Regions from separate parts of the Callithrix jacchus genome. Here region 1 is linked to region 2. Evidence: chromatin contacts called from public Hi-C data. All regions are on one chromosome and are shown on one strand. The core of a region is the stretch at or near the end of the contact, and the rest is flanking DNA. Distances in the headings are between cores, read along the strand shown.

Region 1 (6,258 bases), core at 2,771-5,270, 390 kb after region 2:
GTAGAAACAGTAAGTCTTAAATAGGTTTACAAGCCAGATAAAACTTTCAATTAAATCATCCATGATAATTGAAGTCTAACCTAAGCATAGTTAACAGTGTTTCCATAGAAATAACTTCCCAGGTACCCAACTGGTATATCAAGATCGGGTAGGGATATGTGTGGAGGGGATTAGAGGGATCATACCCCTTCCTGGCCTCTGCTGGATGTATTTAATAAAGGATAAAAGAACTAATATTTATTAAGTGCTTACTATGAATCAGCCTTTGAGTTAGGCACTTTATATATTTTATCTTAAGTCATTTTACAAGAGCTTTGTTGACAGTAGCTAGTTATTATACTCCTTTAACAGATGCTTAGCAAATTGGTAATATGAATAAGATCACAAGAGGAATGCTTACCTGACATAAGAGAATACTGTTTTTAAGCACTACTTTTCAAACTTTAGTAATTTATAGACCTCTTTTTAACTGGAAAAAAAAAAACTGCACTCTTAGTGTTGACGTACATTATTATAATTTTACTTAAATACAAAAAACATAAAATTAGGTATAAATTCTTTATGCTTACATTTGTCATTTAGCTATAAAACAAATTTAAAAGTTAAATACAAAAAAACCCTGCAAAATTAATGAAATGCAAATTATCAAAAATTGAATATAATAGATGAGGTTTTGCTGAAATTAAATTGCTGCTTACTATGTGGGTAAGGAGCTGCCAACCACTCTAGTTTCCTTTGCGGCTTTCATTACCATTGCTCTCTTCTTATGCCACATTTCTTTCTAGGGTATTGAAAATTCAGGATTGGTACAATACACAGTGGTTGCGCCATGGCATCATTTTGGACTCTACTTGGTAGAACTGCATTATCTGTATTTTAAGTGAGCCTCTTTCTTTCCTCATTATTCCTCACAGTTAAGGTACCAGCTCAAATTAGAAACACAAAGGTATTTGTAGACCTGGAAATTGTATTGCTGTGCTTAGTTAATATGGCCATTGCAATGATCCTGCCTGTGTTTACATTAGTTTATTTTAGACATAAACTTTGCTTTCAGTTTAATATTTAGCTCTTTTGGAGAACTTACAGACCCTTGAAAATATATCCTGGATTCCAGTGTGAGAAATACTATTTTACTGCATTTTAAGTTATTATGAATTTACAGCCCTTATAAAAATAATTCCAACTTACTTATTAGAACAGGTCCAAATACCTCCACTAGGAAAGACTAGTTTATTATGGTATTTCCTCAAAAGCAGTAAATCTATATTTCTTCAAAGTATTGTGTAATTCAGACTTTTACTAATTTAGAAGTACTTTTTGCCTTCAAAAGTCTAAATTATAAATATTTTACAATATGTATTGTTCACTCTTTCCTATAGCTGGGAAAGGTAAAATTTCGTTTGATTGGAAAAATAATGCCTCTTGCCAAAGATAAAGTAACACAAGACAACAAAGCCTCCAAAAATTAGTGAAGAGTGGTAGCAAATGACATTGCTCGCTCTGATTATGTGGTTATAAACTTTCAAGAGGGATTTTTCTCAGAATGATTAACTGTTTTCTTATTTCTCTTTCCTTCCCAATTTCCTTCCCCACCCCTCTTCTCTTATTTGAATCTTGTTCTGCCCTTATTTAGTCTTTCTTATTCCCTTTCTATCTTCTCACATCTCAATCAGCTGCGATTCCCTTAAAAATTTAGCCTGCAGTCCAGCTTTCTTCACTTGGCAGTTGGCTCTAAGATTGGGGGCAGTGGAGAGAAGGAACCAAGCAAGGTGACTTATAGCAGCGTCTCACCAACTCACTCTCAACCAGCCACTTCAGTATGCCTTCCAAATCAGAGTGGTTCCTGACTTGGAGAGCTGGATGAAAGATCATGCTTAATTTGCCTTGTAAGATTACTTCATCAACACTCTGAAACACAAAAAAACACAACTTTGGGACAGCCTACTAACCAAGTTCATGTCTGTGCGTTTACTTCTGGCATATTCTGCAGTGAGCACCTGGACTGACCATCTTAGAGCTGAGGAGGGGAAGGTGTGAGTGTACATGTCTTCATTCATGGTGGAATTCCATGAATGAACAGCAGTGCTGCTGCTGCTGCTGCTCTGTGGACTCAGAGAGTCCATGTTTATGTTTAAAGCAGCCTTCAGATGCTGTGAAGCTATACCATTTATGCATGCATACATGCATGCTTGCATTTATCCTGGCTCTGCCATTTACTTGCTGTGTGACGTTGAGCAAGTCTCAGTTTCTTCATGAGTAAAGTAGGACAAATAATAGTATGTATATCGCAGAGTTTTGTGAGCATTATGGGTTTTTGTTTGTTTTGTTTTGTTTTTTGAGATACAGTCTCGCTCTGTTGCCTAGACTGGAGTACAGTGGTATGATCTTGGCTCACTGCAACCTCCCCCTCCTGGGTTCAAGCAATTCTCCTGTCTCAGCTTCCCGAGTAGCTAGGACTGTAAGCATATGCCACTACACCTGCATAATTTTTGTATTTGTATTACAGACAGGGTTTCACCGTGTTGGCCAGGCTGGTCTCAGGTGATCTGCCCACCTTGGCCTCCCAAAGTTTTGGGATTACAGGCCTGAGCCACCGTGCCTGACTGAATTGTGAGTTTTTCTGGATAAAGTGCTCCAAACAGTGCCTAATACAAGTAGTAAATGCTAACTAGAATTATTCTTACTCAGCAAGCATTTATTTAGTATCTAATATATTCCAAACAATTCAAGAGATACAGAGATAAGAACGACTTAGCCCTGCCTTCTGGGGACTTATATAATTACAATACGACGTGGTATAATTGAGAGATCAGCAAAGCTTCATCACAGAGGTTAAGATTTCAACTGGATCTTGAAGGGTCAATAGGGCTTCACCAAATGGAACAGCATTAGAGGAAATGCATTCCAAACAGGAAAAAGCTCATGAAAATAAAACAAAACTATAGAAGACTACAGAGTCTTGGCTGTTATTAGATAATATTTTAACCTTTTCTCTGATGTATACCTTCTTAAATAGGGGCCTAAAGTGGGTTCAGGGAACATTTTGGAACTTCTGCTCTTAGAACTAGTTATTACCAAGTTTATACTAATTGGTATAATAATTAGTAATAGTAGTAATAGTAGTTAACGCTGATTCATCAAAGAGTTTGAACTTAAAAATGAGTTGGAACTGAGCAGGGCTGCTTTGCAGGGGTTCATTTGTTGTTACATGATTCTTATCCTGAGATGACTACATGTGACAGGAACAGTGAATTGTTAGAAAAACTGTTGTGGTTAGAACAACTGGAACTGGATGGGCTTCTGAAGAGTTAAGTTTCCAAAATGAAGCAGATTGTACTTTGGTTTTCTTCTTCAGATGGGGGAATCTCATGTTCTTGTGATAGCAAGGAAGAACAATTTATTTTTTTGGTCAGATCTCAAATTAAGAAAGTCCCTTTTACTCATGAAATTTCCATTTGTGTACCAAATTAAAGCTTTGTTTTATCTTCTGCAAAACTTCTTCCTGCAGCTTTGCTTTCACTTCCTCTCCCCACCCTTTTAGTCATCTACTGAAGGGTTTGGCAGCTGGTTGAGGTGTCAGGTCAGCATTTTTCACTGTGGAAGAAGGAAAGGTTGGGAACAGTGACGTGGGTATGCTTGTCACATTTTCCTTTCCTTTTTTTATAGGTGACCCACGTGTTCTATAACAAAAGCCTAGTGAGAACCTTGACTTGTAAACTGTCTCCTAGCATCCTGGAGATGAACTAATATGTGAGATGACATATAGGCAATAGTTTCTCACTGAGAGTGTCCTTAAAAGCCCACGTACAGCAGTGAGGATTCTTGACTATGCCTCCATGGCAGTGTGACAGATTTTATGGAGAGAGATGATGGCCTTCGGGAGTCAAAGAATTGGAGAAGGAGCTTAGCAGTTCATTCTCCATCCTCCTTTATTATTAACACATTCTCCTTGGGTGCCTTTAGGAAATGCAGTATATATGGTGTTTAATCTACCACCTACACACTTTCCTTTTCTTCACTAATGGAAATTGAATCCAGCTTGAGAGCTCCAGCTTTCTGCTGGGCAGTTTATTTCAAGATTGAAATCCTGTGTGGATTTGTTTGTTGTTGGTTTTTGGGTTTTTTTTTTTTTGTATTTTTGTGGGGTGTTTTTGGTATCAAATCTGCTTGAAACTGTTGGACTAGAAGCAAACTAATTACTGTCATTGTATGGCAATAGAGACAGTAAAAAACAGTAATAGGTTCTTAAAAAGCTGTCATGACTTGAAGTGAAATAGGCCACTCTTGAATAGCTTCATCTATAGCCTGCAGGGCTTTGGTCCTGAAAACTGTCAAATATGAAATAGGATTTTAGATCATGGAATCCTGGCTACCTCCTAGGGGCAGCTTCAGCCGTTAAACTCTCCCATAGACTATTTCATCTAGAAGATTTGCTTTGAGATTATAAGGAATGTGGAGGTAAATGAGCTTTTCTTATCCAACATTCCATTTGGGTACTCTGTATCAGACCTGTTCTGGCAAATAAATAGAAGACACCAGGATAGACTGTTTCATTTCCTTGTGTAGTGCCTCAGGAGACACATTTCTTATTTCTCAAGCATAACTTTGGAGACTAGAGGTTCCCGTTTGGGGAGTGTTGGTGTTGAGCAGGGAAAGCTGCTGGTTATTGATTGCCATTGAAATCATTTCACAAAGGCTGTAAAACCCAAGGATTGCTCTTTGGACAGACCTGCATCTGGTACAGCTTCCCCCTCTATGAGACTATTGTCTCAAAAATAGTTTTGACAGTGTCTTTAATTGCACCTCTTTGTCTCCAAACATAATTAGTGTTTAAAATGAAGCCCTCGTAGTTAAGGTTTTGTGGCTTAGACAGCAGCTCCATCTGGTGCTGGCTAAAGGTGTTTGCTTGATTCATCTCTTGGTTTTATAGCAGATGAATACAGATGGACGCAAACTTGTAAACGAATGTCATATGCAAGATGGGTTTCTAGTGCACACAACACTGACATAAGCAAATGGTGTTCCTGGTGAGTCTTATTTGGCTATTCTGTTGATAAGCGATAGGTGCTAATCAACTTAGCCATCTTTTGACTGAATTAACTTCCTTTTACTCAAAGTGGGGAATTATTTTTACTATTATCTACTAGTATTTGAAAAAGCAAATATATTGTACTCCTTACAAAGAGAAAGCTTAATCCGACTCTTATCAGAGGTCTGTTTAGCTTGGTTAACAAGATATTATGCCAAGGTGCCTTATTCTTTTTTTGTATTCAGTGCTGCATAGTGCTAAGCACTGGGAATTTTTCAGTTTAAATTCTTGGTGACTGACAGGAACTGCCCTCAAACTGTTAATAGAAGTTACTTCTGAATAATAGGTTTACATATGGTTTCTATTTTCTTTATGCTTTTCTGAGTTTGCACAGTAAGCATATAAAACAAAAGAAAAAAATACCTCCCAAAAATTGTAAAAACAAAACATATTGTAAGTAGCTGTAGCCTTGAGTCCCAGTTCTGGGTCTTTCTCATTTACTTTAGTAAAGTCACTTTCTCTTCTGGGCTTCAGTTCTCTTGTCCATAAAACACAACTGAACTAGGAACCTGCACAGTTTTAACATTCTAAGTATTGTGTTTCTTCCCGCTTTCCTGTGTTTTCAGCCTCTCACCCTGGCCTATATCTTTCCCCAATATTATCATTCAACATTATCTAGATTCTCCCATCTTAAAATAAGGAAATCCTTTCTGGACCCCTGTCCTCCTACCACCTTCTTGCTTCTCCTTCCTGTCTACTCTTATCTAAAAGCTATCTACCATTGCTCTATTACCTCACTCTTCAACTCACCGCAGTCTGGTTACCATCCCCACCACTGAACCAAATAGTTCATGCTAAGGTCACTGATGAGCTCACATTGCCAAGTCCAGTGGGCTTGTATTAGCCTCTCAGTAGCATTTGAAATAGTTATCATCTTTCTCCTTCATGACATTTCCTCATCTGGCTTCTGTGCCATCACACCTTGGCTGATAGTTTCCAGTTAGGGAAGAAGAATTGGCCTCTTCTCCCAGGCTCACCCACCAAGGCCACCTCCTCAGCTCACTCTTTATTTTCTTTTTGGCCTAGATATTTCTTTTTTTTTTTTTTTTTTTTTTTTTGAGACAGAATTTTGCTCTTGTTGCCCAGGCTGGAGTGCAGTGGTACAGTCTCAGCTCACACCGTAACCTCCACCTCCCGGGTTCAAGAAGTTCTCCTACCTCAGCCTCCTG
Region 2 (6,224 bases), core at 2,994-5,493:
ATTTTCATAGAGACAGGATTTCACCATGTTGCCCAGGTTGTTCTTGAAGCCCTGGGCTCAAGGCATCTGCCCTCCTCGCCCTCCCAAAGTGCTGGGATTACAGACATGAGTGACTGAGCCCAGTGAGTCTTTTTTCAACGGTGCCACTAAAAGTTCCAGTGTTCACAGGTATGCCATGAACCCCCCAAAAGCTGAGAAATCCTGGGCATCCTGGGCATGCCCGTCGGAAGTGGTTTCTCTCTCTTGCCTTCAGTACTCCAGGCTTGCCTCCTTGGCACTCATAAGCTCCCTCTGTCCTTTGCCCTCACCTCAGGGGAGAATAGGGGAAATGGGAACAAGAAGGTGTTACCTAAGAACCCCCAGCTGGACAGTCCTGTTCCCTTGGACTGTGACAAGGACCAGGGCTCAGACTGTGATCAGGATCAGGGCTCAGTCTATTACCAAAGTTGGGATTCAGGGTAGCATCTCCGATCCTCAATCTCCACACTTCTTTCCTTGTTTGACAAGGCAGGGCATGTGGCCTGTGTCTCAGATTTCACTGGGCAAGTTAGGTGTGAATCGTTGGGGTCGAATGCAGGACCCCCTGCTCTCCCACATCTTCCTGGCAGTCTTACCTGCAGCCATGCTTCTGGGCAGCAGTTACCACCGGGTTCCTTGCACACTGATGACCTCTGCCCTGCGTGGCAGGGCTGCAAGCTGGCTGTGGCAATTTGGGAGATTCCCCCACCTTCCTTCTCCTTCTGGATGTCCCTGTAGGGACCTCGAGCTCAGCCCGACAGTCTGACACTCCCTGGAAGCCTGCTTCTCCCTGATGTCACCAGTTTCAGCCAAAGGCACAGTGGACCAATTCGAAAATGGAACATTGCCCTAGAACCTGTCGCTAGGAAGCCAGTCCCCAAAGCCACCCCATCCAGTAGATCACGCCCTGCTCCCCATCCCTTCAGCCACAGGCCTGAATATTTTCTTGCTGGGACTTAGAACAGCCACCTCAAGGGTTTCTCTGTCTTCATCGTCCTCTCCTGTCATGCTGCAGAGTGGCCTTTCTTTTCTTTTTCTTTCCTTTTTTTTTTCTTTTTTTGAGATGGAGTCTCACTCTGTTGCCCAGGCTGGAGTGCAGTGGTCTGATCTCGGCTCATCACAACCTCTGCCTCCCAGGTTCAAGCAACTCTCCTGCCTCAGCCTCCCAAGTAGCTGGGACTACAGGCGCCTGCCACCACACCTGGCCAATTTTTGTATTTTTAGTAGAGACAAGGCTTCGCTGTGTTAGCCAGGCTGGTCTCGAACTCCTGACCTCGTGATCCACCCGCCTCAGCCTCCCAGAGTGCTGGGATTACAGGCGTAAATTACCGCACCCGACCTCAGGGTGGGCTTTCCAAAGTGTGAGTCTGACCATGTCACTTCCCGGCTGGGCTTACGTGCACTCAAGGGAGAGGACTGAGCTAAGTTAGCAATTTGGGGTAGATCACTTTGCAACCACGAGAGAGGTGGGCTCACCACAGGAGGGCCTGGAAAGTGAGAAGAAAGAGCAGAGGTTTAATTAAGCTAAACCCCGAGATTCTTCAGGGATGGGAGGGGACTACCCTGTCCCATGAGGGAGCAGAGAGGAGGAAACCCAGGAGCCAGTGCCGCTGCAGGAAGCAGAGGCGCTGTCAGGTAGATCCATGCCCAGACCCCTGAACAGAGGGCTCACTTTGTTCTGCAACTCAGTGACTGCGGGTGACCTCAGTGAGAATCGTTTTATCAGGGAGACAAAAAACAGAGGGCAGAGGAGTGGGGAGGAAGTCAGAGAGAGGGGCAGTGAATATACACAACTCTCAAGAATTGAGACTGGGGCCAAGGTGGGAGGATCACTTGAGACCAGGACCTTGAGACAAGCCTGGGCAACACAGCAACCACATCTCTCAAAAAAACACCGAGTCTTGCTTTGTGCCAAGCTGGAGTGCAGTGGCGCGATCTTGGCTCACTGCAACCTCCACCTCCCGAGTTCAAGCAATTCTCCTGCCTCAGCCTTCTGAGTAGCTGGGACTACAGGCCCACGCCACCACTCCCAGCTAATTTTTGTATTTTTAGTAGAGATGGAGTTTCACCATGTTGGCCAGGATGGTCTCGATCTTTTGACCTCGTGATCTGCCCACCTTGCCTTCCCAAAGTGCTGGGATTACAGGCATGAGCCACCGCACCTGGGCCAAAAAAAATTTTTTTAATAAGCAGGTAGGGTGGTGCATACCTGAGGTCCTAGCTACTCTGAGGCTGAGGTGGGAGGATCACTTAAGCCCAGAGTTCAAGGCTGCAGTGAGTGATGATCATGCCACTGCACTCCAGGTGGGTGACAGAGGGAGATTCTGTCTCTGGAAAAATAAAACAAAAAGGAGTGGAACTGGGATGGGTCTGACCATGGCAGAGGGAAGCCGGGGTCAAGGGAAGGTTTTGTTTGGAATAAGAAGGAGCTCAGCCCTCGATCTTCAGCCCATGCCTGTCCTGGCCACTCCCCCTACCCTACCCTTCCGGCTCTGGCTCCCAGACATACCACTTGCCCTTGAAAATTCTGGCTGGGGGAGATGGAGGGAATGATATAGACAGATTGTCAAGTTCAGAGGAGGGAGGCTCAGAGACAGGCCTCCTGTATGTCAGCAGCAGTTCCAGGGCAAGGGTGCTGTTCTCCTGGGCCCTGCTCCCCCATCACTCCCAGCTTCATCGAGCTGGAGCCTTTGTTTTAAGGAGCTCTAACAAAGAGAGGGGAGGCAGCAGGGAGCTGGTGGTGGGGTGGGGCACCAGGAGGCTCCTTAGGCATCTGGAGAAGTGAGGAGGGACAGAGAGGAAATATTTACTCAGTCAGGGAGCCGTCAAGGTCAAGAGCTGGGAATCTGTGATGCTTCAGGTCCTGGGCCTGCACCTGCCTTGCCAAGTGATGCTAGACTCTGCCCTGTCATATCTCAGCCTCCAAGTCCCATCTGTGACCAGATGAGGCTAAACTAGCTGACCCCGATGGCCTTCCTGCCATGTCTTCCTGAGAGGTGAGAGGCAAGGGTCAGTCTGCTCTGCTCTGGATAGGAGTGAAGCTGGGAGCCAGGGCAGGGCCGGGATGACAGGCACCACTGCGCCATGTTGCAGACATTCTATCTGTGTGGAGGACACGGCCGTGAAATGTAAGTAAAACCCAAGGCTAATTTCCTCGGTCAGAAGGAGGAGGCACTGCAGCGTTTTCAAACCCTAATTAAACCCGCTCGGGTGGTGTAACACCAAAATCGGTTCCAAGATCAATATTGCTATTCATTTAGAAGTGTAACGAGGTTAGAGAGGTGAGCAAAGGAAATAATTAACTCATTTGCAGCCTTTTTAAACAGAAACAGTCATTTTGATCTCCAGGGTAATTAGCTATGCTCTGTCCATCAATCATGACCTCAGCCATTATTTTAAGTATTTGATTAATCAAGGAGGAAGGGGGTTAAGCCACACCTCCAAGCCCCCAACACTGGCCCACACATTGGGGGTGACCCCTGGACAGGCACGGGAAACACTTCTCAGAAGGGCAGTCTAGGCCAGCGTTAAGAGTGGCCAGCAGAGAGGGGCTACGGCACAGAGGGTGTCCCAGGAGAGGCAGGTGGGCAGCTCCATCTCCTGGCTGGTCTCCTGGGAGAGGACAAGTCCACCCAGGCCGTGGAAGTGCTGGGGGTCGGGAGCCCCACGTCCTGGTCCAGAGACCGCCCCTGGCTTGCTGAGTGACCTCTGCAAGTCCCTGCCACCATCTCTGTCCGTCGGAAGCCCATGGAATTAACCCGGAGCTCACGGGTTCTAAGTGCCCTGGAGCCTCCGGCCACTGGAGGGCAGCAGAGCCCCAGGGACCCCTGAGCTCACGGACTGGGCTTGCCAGGAGCAGGCGGCGGCTTCGTTGCCTTGGGAAGCCTGGGTTCTGGCGGGTCCCATGGGGAGGTCTGGTCTGGCTGCCATCTCCACCCGACCTCACAGCAGCCTGGGCGGGGTGGGGGGCGGGAGGTGGCGAGTAGCCTCAAAGAGTTTCCCCATTTGGCCGATGAGAACTGAAGCCTCAAGCCTCAGGGAGCATCAGGATCGCAGGTCCCCACACCCCAGTTCCTGAGGCTCATTCCTGAAACCTGGAGGGGATGCCCCCAGAGATGAGGAAGGCAGAGCTGTCGGGACTGGCCTCTGTCTCATTCTGACAGGCCGGGCGTGGCCACACTTCTCAGCCAAAAAGATCCTCAAAGACCCCTGAGGGAAGCCAAGGCCCAGACATGGGGTCTCAGATAGGGGAAACTGAGGCCCAGAGAGAGGCAGGGCTGTGCCAATGCCCTCATTAGTATTTGTTAGCGAATGTGGGGTACTGAGTCACTGCCTCAAGGTCCTTGTGATGCACTCGGGGGAAAACCGCATCAGCAGATGGTGACCAGGCCATGGCTGTGGGAGCTCTAGGAGGCAAGCCCGAGGTAGGGAGCCCCACGGGGCAATGGGCACAGCCCAGGCAGTCCGGGGAAGCCTCCTGAAGGAGGGGGCCTCTGAGCTGACTCAGAGTGAAAGGTGGAGAAGTGCATTCCTGATAGGGAGGGACTTGGTGAAGGGCACGAAGGAGTGGGGGTCGGTTGGGTGAGCTGTGGACTGGGCTTGGCTGGCCCATGGGCCCTGCAGGAGGGCAGGGAGGTGGCAGGGGCCTGGGACCTGGAGGAGGCCAGAAGTGTGAGCGGAGGCTCTGGAAGGGACACGAGGGCAGCCAGGGTGCATGTGGCCTACCCTGAGGAGACCCTGTTTCTCTCCACTCTAAACAGTTGTGCTGGGCACTGGACCCCCTCTATGGTGCATGATGTCACTAGACTGAGACCCTCTTAATGCTGTCCTCCTCTCTGGGACCAGATGAAAACTGAGGAGTCCTTGGGAGGGCAGGGGTTGGGGAGCAGGTGTTCCTAAAGGTTCTGGGAATTCAAGGGTTGGGGAAAGAGACAGCCAGGGGAGACATAGGTGGAGCCCTCATTGCCCTTCCTTCCAAAACAGTCCCGCACTGCCCTGTGCCATCGTCATCACTGGAAAGGCCTCTCCTTGCATGCCTCCAGCTCTGGGGAGCTCACCACCTCAAACAGATCTGCTGGGGAGAAATTCCCTTCGGGTGCTAAGTCTCCTGTCTCTCTACAGTCCCTGGCTTTTTGCCTGGGGTACCCTGAGACCCACCTCAGAGTCTTCTGGGACATCCCTGGGGTCCCCAAGACTGCAGCAGTGAGTCCTGTGGGCAGGCAGGGAGACTGTCATCATCAGCCAATGACCAACCCAGAAAAGCCAGGGGGCTTGGCGGGGTGGCCCAGCTGGCATCAGATTTGGGGGGAGTCTTCCAGCCCCGGGCACGGTCTCTGCAGGTGGGGGAGGGCAGGAAGGTTGGGAATAAGGAAGCAGAAGGAGAAGGAGGAGAAGAAGGGAAGGAGGAGGAAGAAGGACCAGGATCTGGCTGGAGCTCGGTTGCCAGGGGCAACAGCATTGCATTCTGAGGAGGAACCAGATGCTGAGGAGGGCGGCAGGAGGAGGGGAGCTGGGGTCCAGGCAGCAGATCCAGGGCTCTGAGGGCTTGCAGGCAGGGGTGCCCATTTGGCAAGAACCCCAGGAGGCCAGAGTGTGTGTGGAGCCCTGGGGGAGCTCCTTAGTGGCTGTTCTGACCCCAGGACCCAGAGGCAGGCATGTGGAGCGGGAGGAAGGTGGGGAGGGCCAGGCCAGCCACATTGATAAGCTCCCCACAGCCGCTCTCCAGGCTGCAATTTGTCTGGGACTCCAGAGTGTAAGCAGTTTTGAGGCTGAGACTGGGGCAGGGCTGGGGAGGAATGCTTAATCCAGCGCCGGAGGCCACACCTGGGCCGCAGGAGCACTGGCCTGCCCTCCCCTCCTGCTGCCTCAATCCAGGGAAGTACACACTGAAGGCTCGAGTCCTCTGAGGCTGTGGGCACTCCCAGCCCCTCTTGGCTTCATTTCCTGTCTATAAAATGGCACAAAAATCCTTGCCCTTGGACACGTTTATCTACATGCAATGCGGGGACCCTTGTTAGGACAATAAGAAATAAAGGAGAAGGGCCGGGTGCGGTGGCTCACGCCTGTAATCCCAGCACTTTGGTAGGCCGAGGTGGGTGGATCACGAGGTCAAGAGATCGAGACCATCCTGGTCAACATGGTGAAACCCCGTCTCTACTAAAAATACAAAACATTAGCTGGGCATGGTGGCGCGTGCCTGTAATCCC

What was found. A called contact is a pair of places that touch in the nucleus more often than the background predicts.
Region 1: a contact with region 2 is called in a Hi-C map of skeletal muscle, with 16 times the contacts expected there. The contact joins two enhancer-like sites. A contact is called at or near these places in 3 of 3 Hi-C or Micro-C datasets (induced pluripotent stem cells and skeletal muscle).

What each region holds. Positions count from the first base shown.
Region 1 is chr8:23,824,376-23,830,633 of calJac240_pri, forward strand. The region is part of intron 3 of PEAK1 (pseudopodium enriched atypical kinase 1); the gene reads left to right. It also overlaps the pseudogene LOC103790417. Among named protein-coding and RNA genes, the nearest start is that of TSPAN3, 100 kb to the right of the region's middle. Within about 2 kb of position 4,021, at least 6 of the 16 cell types and tissues checked have an H3K27ac peak or open chromatin away from gene starts, as enhancers often do.
Region 2 is chr8:23,436,013-23,442,236 of calJac240_pri, forward strand. No RefSeq gene overlaps it. Among named protein-coding and RNA genes, the nearest start is that of PEAK1, 150 kb to the right of the region's middle. Within about 2 kb of position 4,244, at least 4 of the 16 cell types and tissues checked have an H3K27ac peak or open chromatin away from gene starts, as enhancers often do.